2 separate regions of the Gossypium arboreum genome follow, and region 1 is linked to region 2. A link is a contact called in public Hi-C data. All regions are on one chromosome and are shown on one strand. Each heading gives the region's core, a stretch centred on a gene start, on an enhancer-like site or on the middle of the called end of the contact. The rest is flanking DNA. Distances are from core to core; before and after follow the strand shown.

Region 1 (3,818 bases), core at 934-3,433, 500 kb after region 2:
TTTAACTTTGTAACCGGTCCTATCTTCAAGCTAAAAAAATTGAATCCTAATTTTGGATTTATTATATTTTTGGTTTTGTTTCAATTTTTAATTTATAAATTCATATAATTCAAAATTTAGTTTTAGGAATTTAATTTTTAATTTTAATACGATTAAAATTATTTTGATAAATTTAAGTTCATTACAAGTCATATTTTTTAGTTACACGACTATCAAGTAAGTATTTTTTACAAACCAACAAATTAAAAAATTAATTTTAATTCTTTAAAAGTTAATTATAATCTCATTGGCTAGAGAACACTTTCATGCTCATACCTACAATATAAATACGTGACAATTTCTTCAATATTTTCATTAAAAGTTAATCTTAATATCACATTGACTAGATAGCTCACTTCTTCACTATTTATAAATAAGAGTAGTGGTAATTATAATACAATATTAATACTACTCACATAGTTCACTTCTTTACTATTTATAAATCTGAATGGCGGTGATTATAATGCAATACTAATACTAAGATTCTATACTAGTACTTGATTTTGCAAATAAATTATGGTGATTCTAATAGAGTGCACTTAAAGTTTACAAATAGTTATTTTTATTTAAAGAATTAAAAATAATAATAAGACATGTAGTAAAATTTTAGCCCTGCTTATGGAATAAAAATTTTAACCACTCATGTATCAAATAATTACCTTATAAAAAATATAAATTAATTAAATATATCTTTTAATTTAAATACAATAAACTCATACATCTCTAATTAACAATATTATTAATTAAAAGCACATGGATTGTTTTATAATTATAATCAATATTACCATTTATACATATTAAATTGTTCAAATTTATTTATTAAATAATTTATTATTAAATTCAAATTTTGATAGATTTTCATAACTTTTAGGATTATAATTAATTTATACACTTTGTAATCTCCTGCATGCACTAGTGTATATATATATTCTATGGTGAAAGTATTATAAAACTCTTTGTACTATACCTTAGATTGTATTTTAGTCTTTTATTGAAAAATATGTAAATTAGTCTTTATATGTTAGATTAGTAGACAAAACAATCCATTCGTCAAAATTTGGTGTTTATACATAAGGTATAATAACAAATTAGCTCTCAACCTCTACACATTTATTGAATTTGACCCATACTCTTTTCTTGAAAGTAAGGTAGAAAATTTTGAAACTAATAAGACTAAAAGATCAAAAAGGCCTTAGTAAGAAATTTAAAAATTAAGTCTTTTAAAATTTAAAAATTATTAAAAATCATAAAATTTTAAAAATATTTATAAAAAATTTAATAAATTATATAAATTTTATTAAAAGATAACGATACCGATCCTTATAAGATTTAAAAAAAAAATTGAACGTATTCTTCACAATTTTCATGTATCTTACTCTGATTTGAAGCTACGCTTGCAAAGCGAGAGACATTTAGATCCTCTGTTTTGCAAATTGCATTTGTTTAAGTTTGCATGGTTTTGGGCCAATGCCTACATCCTTTATTCAAAAATAATATATAAATCTAAAACCAATTATAAATTTATAAAAATATATAAATATAAAAATTAGAAATTTATAATATATATATATATATATATATAAATCGATAAAATTCCTAAAAGAACCACATCTAAATTCATTCTGCATTTTATATTTTCCTATTAAGTTATATGTTTTTTTTTATATTTTCTGAATTTCAAAATAATAACATTAAAAACTAAAAATATATAAAATTAATAATAAAAATTGCATCTTGAACGAGTCTAGGTTGATTCTTGATATGAAAAAATATATACTTTTTGACCTTTTAGCCTTATTAGTTTCAAAAGTTATAATTTACTTTCAATAAAAAAATAGAGGTCAAATTGAATAAACGTGTAAAGATTGAGGGTTAAATTTGTTATTATACCTTATATATAAACAACAAATCTAAACGAAGGGATTATTTTTTCCACTAATCTAATATATAAGAACTAATTTACTTATTTTTCAATAGAAAAATTAAAATGCAATCTAGAGTATTGTAAAGTATAGTAAGAGGGTTTTGTGGTCTAGATAAATGGATGGATGTGGATGGTGCAATACTGCGTCAAGATATATAAAGGCAAGCCCTTGTTTGCGTGGCGGAGCTACAGCTATTTAGTTTTGACTTTATAAGAGATAAAGTGACCTTAGATTCCTTAATAGAGTGGTTATTGCTATTAGAGTATACACGCTTTAGATGTAGGAAAGGAAGATACTTCCCTGCCAATTAGAGCTAATTTATATCTTGCCAATCTTGAGACGCCTAAAACAGAGCATCCATACCCCTCCCAGTATATTACTTCAATTGTGTTCCTAAAACCATAACTTAAAGAAGAAAAATCCTCCGAATGTTGACACTGATTGATGATCAGACACTCCCAACCAAATGGCCCCAAAATCAAAGTTCTCAACTAGTCGGGAACGAGCAACCCATCCGCTGGTGTGGTGTGGTGCTATCATCTGCACCATCTTGACCATAGCAGTCATCATAGGAGGCATCGTTACCTTCATAGGATACTTAGTTATACATCCCAGGGTGCCGTACGTCAGCGTCATGGATGCTTACCTTGACCATATCCAGATTGATTATGCGGGTATTCTGGAAATTCAGGTAACCATACTAATTCGAGCCAAGAATGGGAACGAAAAGGCGCATGCAAGCTTCTCGGATTCGAGTTACAGCCTAAGCTTGAATAGGGAAGTGGTAGCGCAGCTGGTCGCACCACCCTTTGAAGTAGGTAAGAACAGTTCGGTTGATTTTAATTATGTAGTGCCATCTTCACCCATACCCTTAAGACCAGATCAAGCAGAGGATGTGGACGCGGGTTTGAAGAAAGATTTGATTATATTCGATTTGAAAGGCAGTAGCAGGGTGAGATGGCGAATAGGGAGCCTGGGTTCAGTTAGGTACTTGTGTCGTCTCGACTGCCAGTTGCGTTTCCATCCTTTGAATGGAACTTACATTCCTTCGCGCTGTAGTTCCAAGGCCAAATAATTTCCTCCTTTTTTTTTTTGTTCTATATACATACATCTACATTGAATAGTGAAGCCTTTCCATTTTCTTTTGTATGCTCTGTTCTGTACATGCACCAAAGCAACGACAAAAGTTGTTTAATTAGGTATGTTTCTTAGGTAACACTAGATTGAATGCTTATATGTAAGACAATCAACTCCAGAAAAACAAATAAAATCAATGTGGAATTCTTGTTCATCCTCATGTGAGACTGAAGAGAGATGATATTAACAGCTTTGTAACAGAGAGTGGCTAGTCCGATTCAATCATGTTTACAAGGTTGCCGATGATTTTTGAATCAAAAAATTTACACATCCACTTCTTAGTAAACCACCTGGGTAATGTTTCTTATAGTAATGCCAATGTTGACTGATTTGTAGTTTTGTAGGGCTCAGCCCCTCTCCTTTTGACTTCAAAAAGAAAGAAAGAAATTCAATAGATAGTTTAAAAATGATAAAAGTTAAAAGAAAAAACAAATGATTTATTGTGAAATTATATATTATCAAAGATTTGAAAATTAAATTTACTTAATTTCATTTTTAGGAACATTTAACAAAGAAAGGCCATTCCCTATTTTATTTACGGAAATTGGTCACTTTATTTATTATTTACCGGAATGGGCCAAAAATATAAAAACACGTCCACGTAAAAGTGTTTTAAGGGGAAATTTCAGAAAGAGCGACCTTGAGGGAGCGCTTTTTCCATGTCAGCAAAAAATGCACTGACGTGGACGCGCTTTGCTGACATGGCAAAAGCGCTCC
Region 2 (3,874 bases), core at 781-3,280:
TTCATTCGTTTATTTGATTTTTATCCGATGGGGGGGGGGGGGGGCTACCGGCTTCTGCTCCGTCACTTGTGATCTTGGTGGACTTGAATGCATTAATTTCACACTTGATCTTATACATACATACCTGACTGTCGTTTGTTTAAAAAATTCAACACGCCATCATACGTACGTGTCTGTATTTTCTATCACTGTTGTTTATTTTGATTTTCATGCATTGATTTTGTGGGCTTGGTCAAGTACTTGATTGTTTGTAATTGTGATGGAGGCAGCTCCAATCAAGGTGAAGACGGCAAGTAGACTTAAGACCCCGGAGCTCAAGTACACTCCGTCTCTAACTAGGTAACATTCACCGTCCAACCATCCTTCTCCGTAGGGTTGTGCTCTGCTCATGCTCGTCGCTGCACTTATTAGGATTGCTGCAACTCCAAAGCTGATCCTGCAATATTTCTTTCTTTTTAATATAAGATTCTATTCCAAGTTTTTTAAAAAATTTTAATTAAAAAGAAAAGAAAAGCAAAGACAATCCATGTTCCTCCAAATCCATATCCAAATGTAATTAATTATTATTTTATTTTATTTAGTAGCACTAGACACCAACGTCCAAGACTATGTGTCTGCTATCTTTGATTTTTTTTATTTTTAGAGAATATATTTTCCTAGGCGCATCCAGTCGTTGAATGATCTGATCTGGGGGGAGTGGGATATAGAAAGGGGTATATTTCCAGCTGTCCACCCATTTTCTACAACTAGTTTGTCTCCAATCTCCTTCATATCTATCCCTTAAAAACCCTTAAAAATTCTAGATTCTGATCTACTCTACCCAATCAAATTAACCCACTTGTAGCTCCATTGGAAAATTCGTTACTTGGACCTTTTTCTGCTGACCAGGAATTCTAGAAATATTGAAAGGAAGGAAGAAAACAATAAAAGAAAATGAAGGTTTTTCATTTATGATTAGGAAAATGATACTGTCTAAGAAGCCGCCTTCTAATCCGGGATTAAAGTTAATAAAATTTTTAGATTAATTATTAGGCTTCCTCCGGTACATACCTTAAAAAATAGAAAAAATGTTAATTTTTAAAAAGGTCAAAAATACATTTGTAGCTAAAATTGCAATTATAGAAGGTGTTCCCCGGTCGGGTCCACTTAAATACAGTTGTACAAGCAGTAGTAGTAGTGGCCTAATTTTGTGTTAACATGGCTGGCATAGGCAATCCACATAACTGGTGGCATCAATATAATCAATACACATGCAGTGCAACACCTTACCAGGAAAACGCCAGCAAAATTGCAGTAAGAGTTGGTTTTTTAGGCTTTCTTGTGTTTGCACTCCACCAGTAACTTGCACAGAGTAGTACGTTCCCTATGATTTGAGCGGTGCAGAGAGAGACTGATGCAGCCACACCCAGTTCAAAGGCATCACTCTTTCCAGGCAAGAAACACATCTTTCCATCCAACTTCAAATCAACCTTCTGGAGAATTAAACCAACTAAAAACCCTTATCAACTAATAATAGCAAGGAATGAATTAATTTATATACATACCTTGGATCTCTTTGCCTCAGCAACCAGACATGCGGCGAAGGAGACAAGGCCGAGGGAGGCAAGGACAGAGAACATTAAGACGCAACCAAGTGGTTGTTTTCCCATATCGCAGGTGGCCGCTTTGTGTTGGGAAGTTGGAAGTTAGTGAAGAGAAGAGGTGGTGGCGGTGATCAAATATCCAGCTCCTGTTTCTGTGCGGTGGGGTGGGGGTGGGAGCGAGCTTTCTTGGGGTTCTTACAAACAACTGTTTCATTGACATTGCTTGTAAGGAGAGAAACCATGCATGTCTCTGTCGCTGTCCCTGTCCCTAGTTGGAAGTTGTTTAGATTATATGGGAAGTTTTTGGATGGGTGAAATCTGAACCAACACTTTCTTATTAAATTCCACCACCTCAAGAGTGAGCATTAAGTTACCACCGAGTATAACTGGCACTTTCTTCTCCTTCTTTTTCTTGCTATATTCTGCAATGGCGAATTGGCTGTTAGACTTTGATTTATTTTAAATGGGCATTGTAAGTAGAATAGAATAAATGAATGATAATATATATAATAGCATCTTATTTGATAATAATTCCTAAGCTCATATTTTTAATAAAATTATTTTAGAAAGTATAATTATATAGTGATCGTGGAATAAAAGAAAATTCTGTAACATGTAATTCATTTTTAATATAATTAAAACACTATGATGGGTAAATAGAATAATAATCGTTTTGAAAATCTAGACTATTTTAAATAATTGATTATTTCTATTTAAATTTTAAATTTTTATATTTATAAATCATCCGGGAGCTCGCCTTGGAAATTAAGGACCTCTGCCTTAAGAACGGGCCTCTTAGCCTAGCTAAGATAATATTGAGTTGATTAACTATTAATAAACATTAAAATGATTTCTTAAAGTAGGGAATGTTTTTATCTTTTCATATTCTATATAAAATTTATAAAATACAATTTAGACTGAATAAAAAAAAAACTCACAATAATACAATTTAACCATGACACTAAAATTTTCAAAACCTTAAACTTTATTATACTTTTATAGGGATAAATATTAAAATTATATATGAACTATAATTTAATTGTAATTGTATACTTGAACTTTGATTTTGTGCAATTTTATACATAAAATTTGATTTGATTCAATTCTTGTAAATTATTAACACAATTATGGATATAACATCGTTTTTGTTTATATACCGCATGCATAAATAATTATAGTTATTTAATATAAAATAAATTAATAAATTTATTTCTTTAAATGTGTATGATTTAATCAAAATTAAAATTTTAAGCATAAACATTTTATCCATTGCCTTTCTCGCCTTTCTCCATTTTTATCCATTGCGTTTTTCCCTTTTTATCTCATCTAAAGCATAAACATTTTACTTGAAAAACCTTAAATAAAAATAAGAAATAACAATCCATAACCTAAATCCCCATAAACCACACACTAACGATCATTTACTTCAAAACCAAATGCAATAAAATCCGACATTCATTCATTATACTTAAAGTGTTCAATACTAAATGAAAATTTAAGTGTAAGGCATAGAAAGATATTTACCATAAGTTTGCCCAAATACAAACATGGCTGATGAATGTACATGTTACTCAATTTGTCATAATTCTATATTATTATTAGCTAGTTGATGGAGTTTTTTTCTTTTTTTTTTTTGTTTACGGATTTAAGAGTAAAATCCTATGAGACTAGTAGTCTTGAAAATACGATCACATTGCGAGTTACCATATCCTTAACAGGAACATGTTTAATAGGAATTTATAAGGGTTGGGTGCAAACATCAATAAGAGGATACATTCCTTAACCCAATTACCCTTATAAAAATCTACATTCATGCCATTCCTTACATTCTAGATAAAACCATCACAAATCCTACGCCAAATACCACAAATTCCTTTCCATAACCATGACACATTACCCATATATAAGGATGTAGGTAGATTTCCCCTCAATTTATATTTGGTTCTGAAAACCTAAACCCATAACTAATTAGGTTTCTTGATAAGAGTAAAACCAATTTTTACGAGGAAAGCATCATTTGGACAATCAAGCTTGTTAAAGCTAAGGCTGCCACGTTTTGGAACTTTGCAGAGATCATTCCACTTGAAAAGATTTATCCCTTTCTTCTCCTCAATGTGTCCCTACACAGAGTTACAAATAATTTTATCAATTTAAAAGCAAACTCCCTTTGGAATAACATTCTATTGCATTATATAATTATGGATAGTTACTAACATTGCTTTGCCAATAATCGCCTCTGAACGTACTAACATCTAGAGTAGAAATCCTATACAAAAGATACAAAAGGCGGC

Evidence for each region. A called contact is a pair of places that touch in the nucleus more often than the background predicts.
Region 1: a contact with region 2 is called in a Hi-C map of leaf, with 4 times the contacts expected there. The contact joins the promoter of LOC108465825 here to the promoter of LOC108480875 in region 2. A contact is called at or near these places in 2 of 5 Hi-C or Micro-C datasets (both in leaf).

Annotation. Positions count from the first base shown.
Region 1 is chr8:19,074,844-19,078,661 of ASM2569848v2, forward strand. It overlaps LOC108465825, which reads left to right and starts at 2,184. Exons shown (of 1, transcript XM_017766203.2): 1 at 2,184-3,255. The coding sequence starts at 2,431. The coding sequence ends at 3,039.
Region 2 is chr8:18,579,112-18,582,985 of ASM2569848v2, forward strand. LOC108480875 (protein MODIFYING WALL LIGNIN-2-like) reads right to left here and starts at 2,031. Exons shown (of 3, transcript XM_017784002.2): 1 at 1,545-2,031; 2 at 1,270-1,469; 3 at 1-436. The coding sequence starts at 1,649. The coding sequence ends at 208. LOC108480877 (a long non-coding RNA gene) reads left to right here. Exons shown (of 6, transcript XR_001870710.2): 5 at 1-165; 6 at 270-597.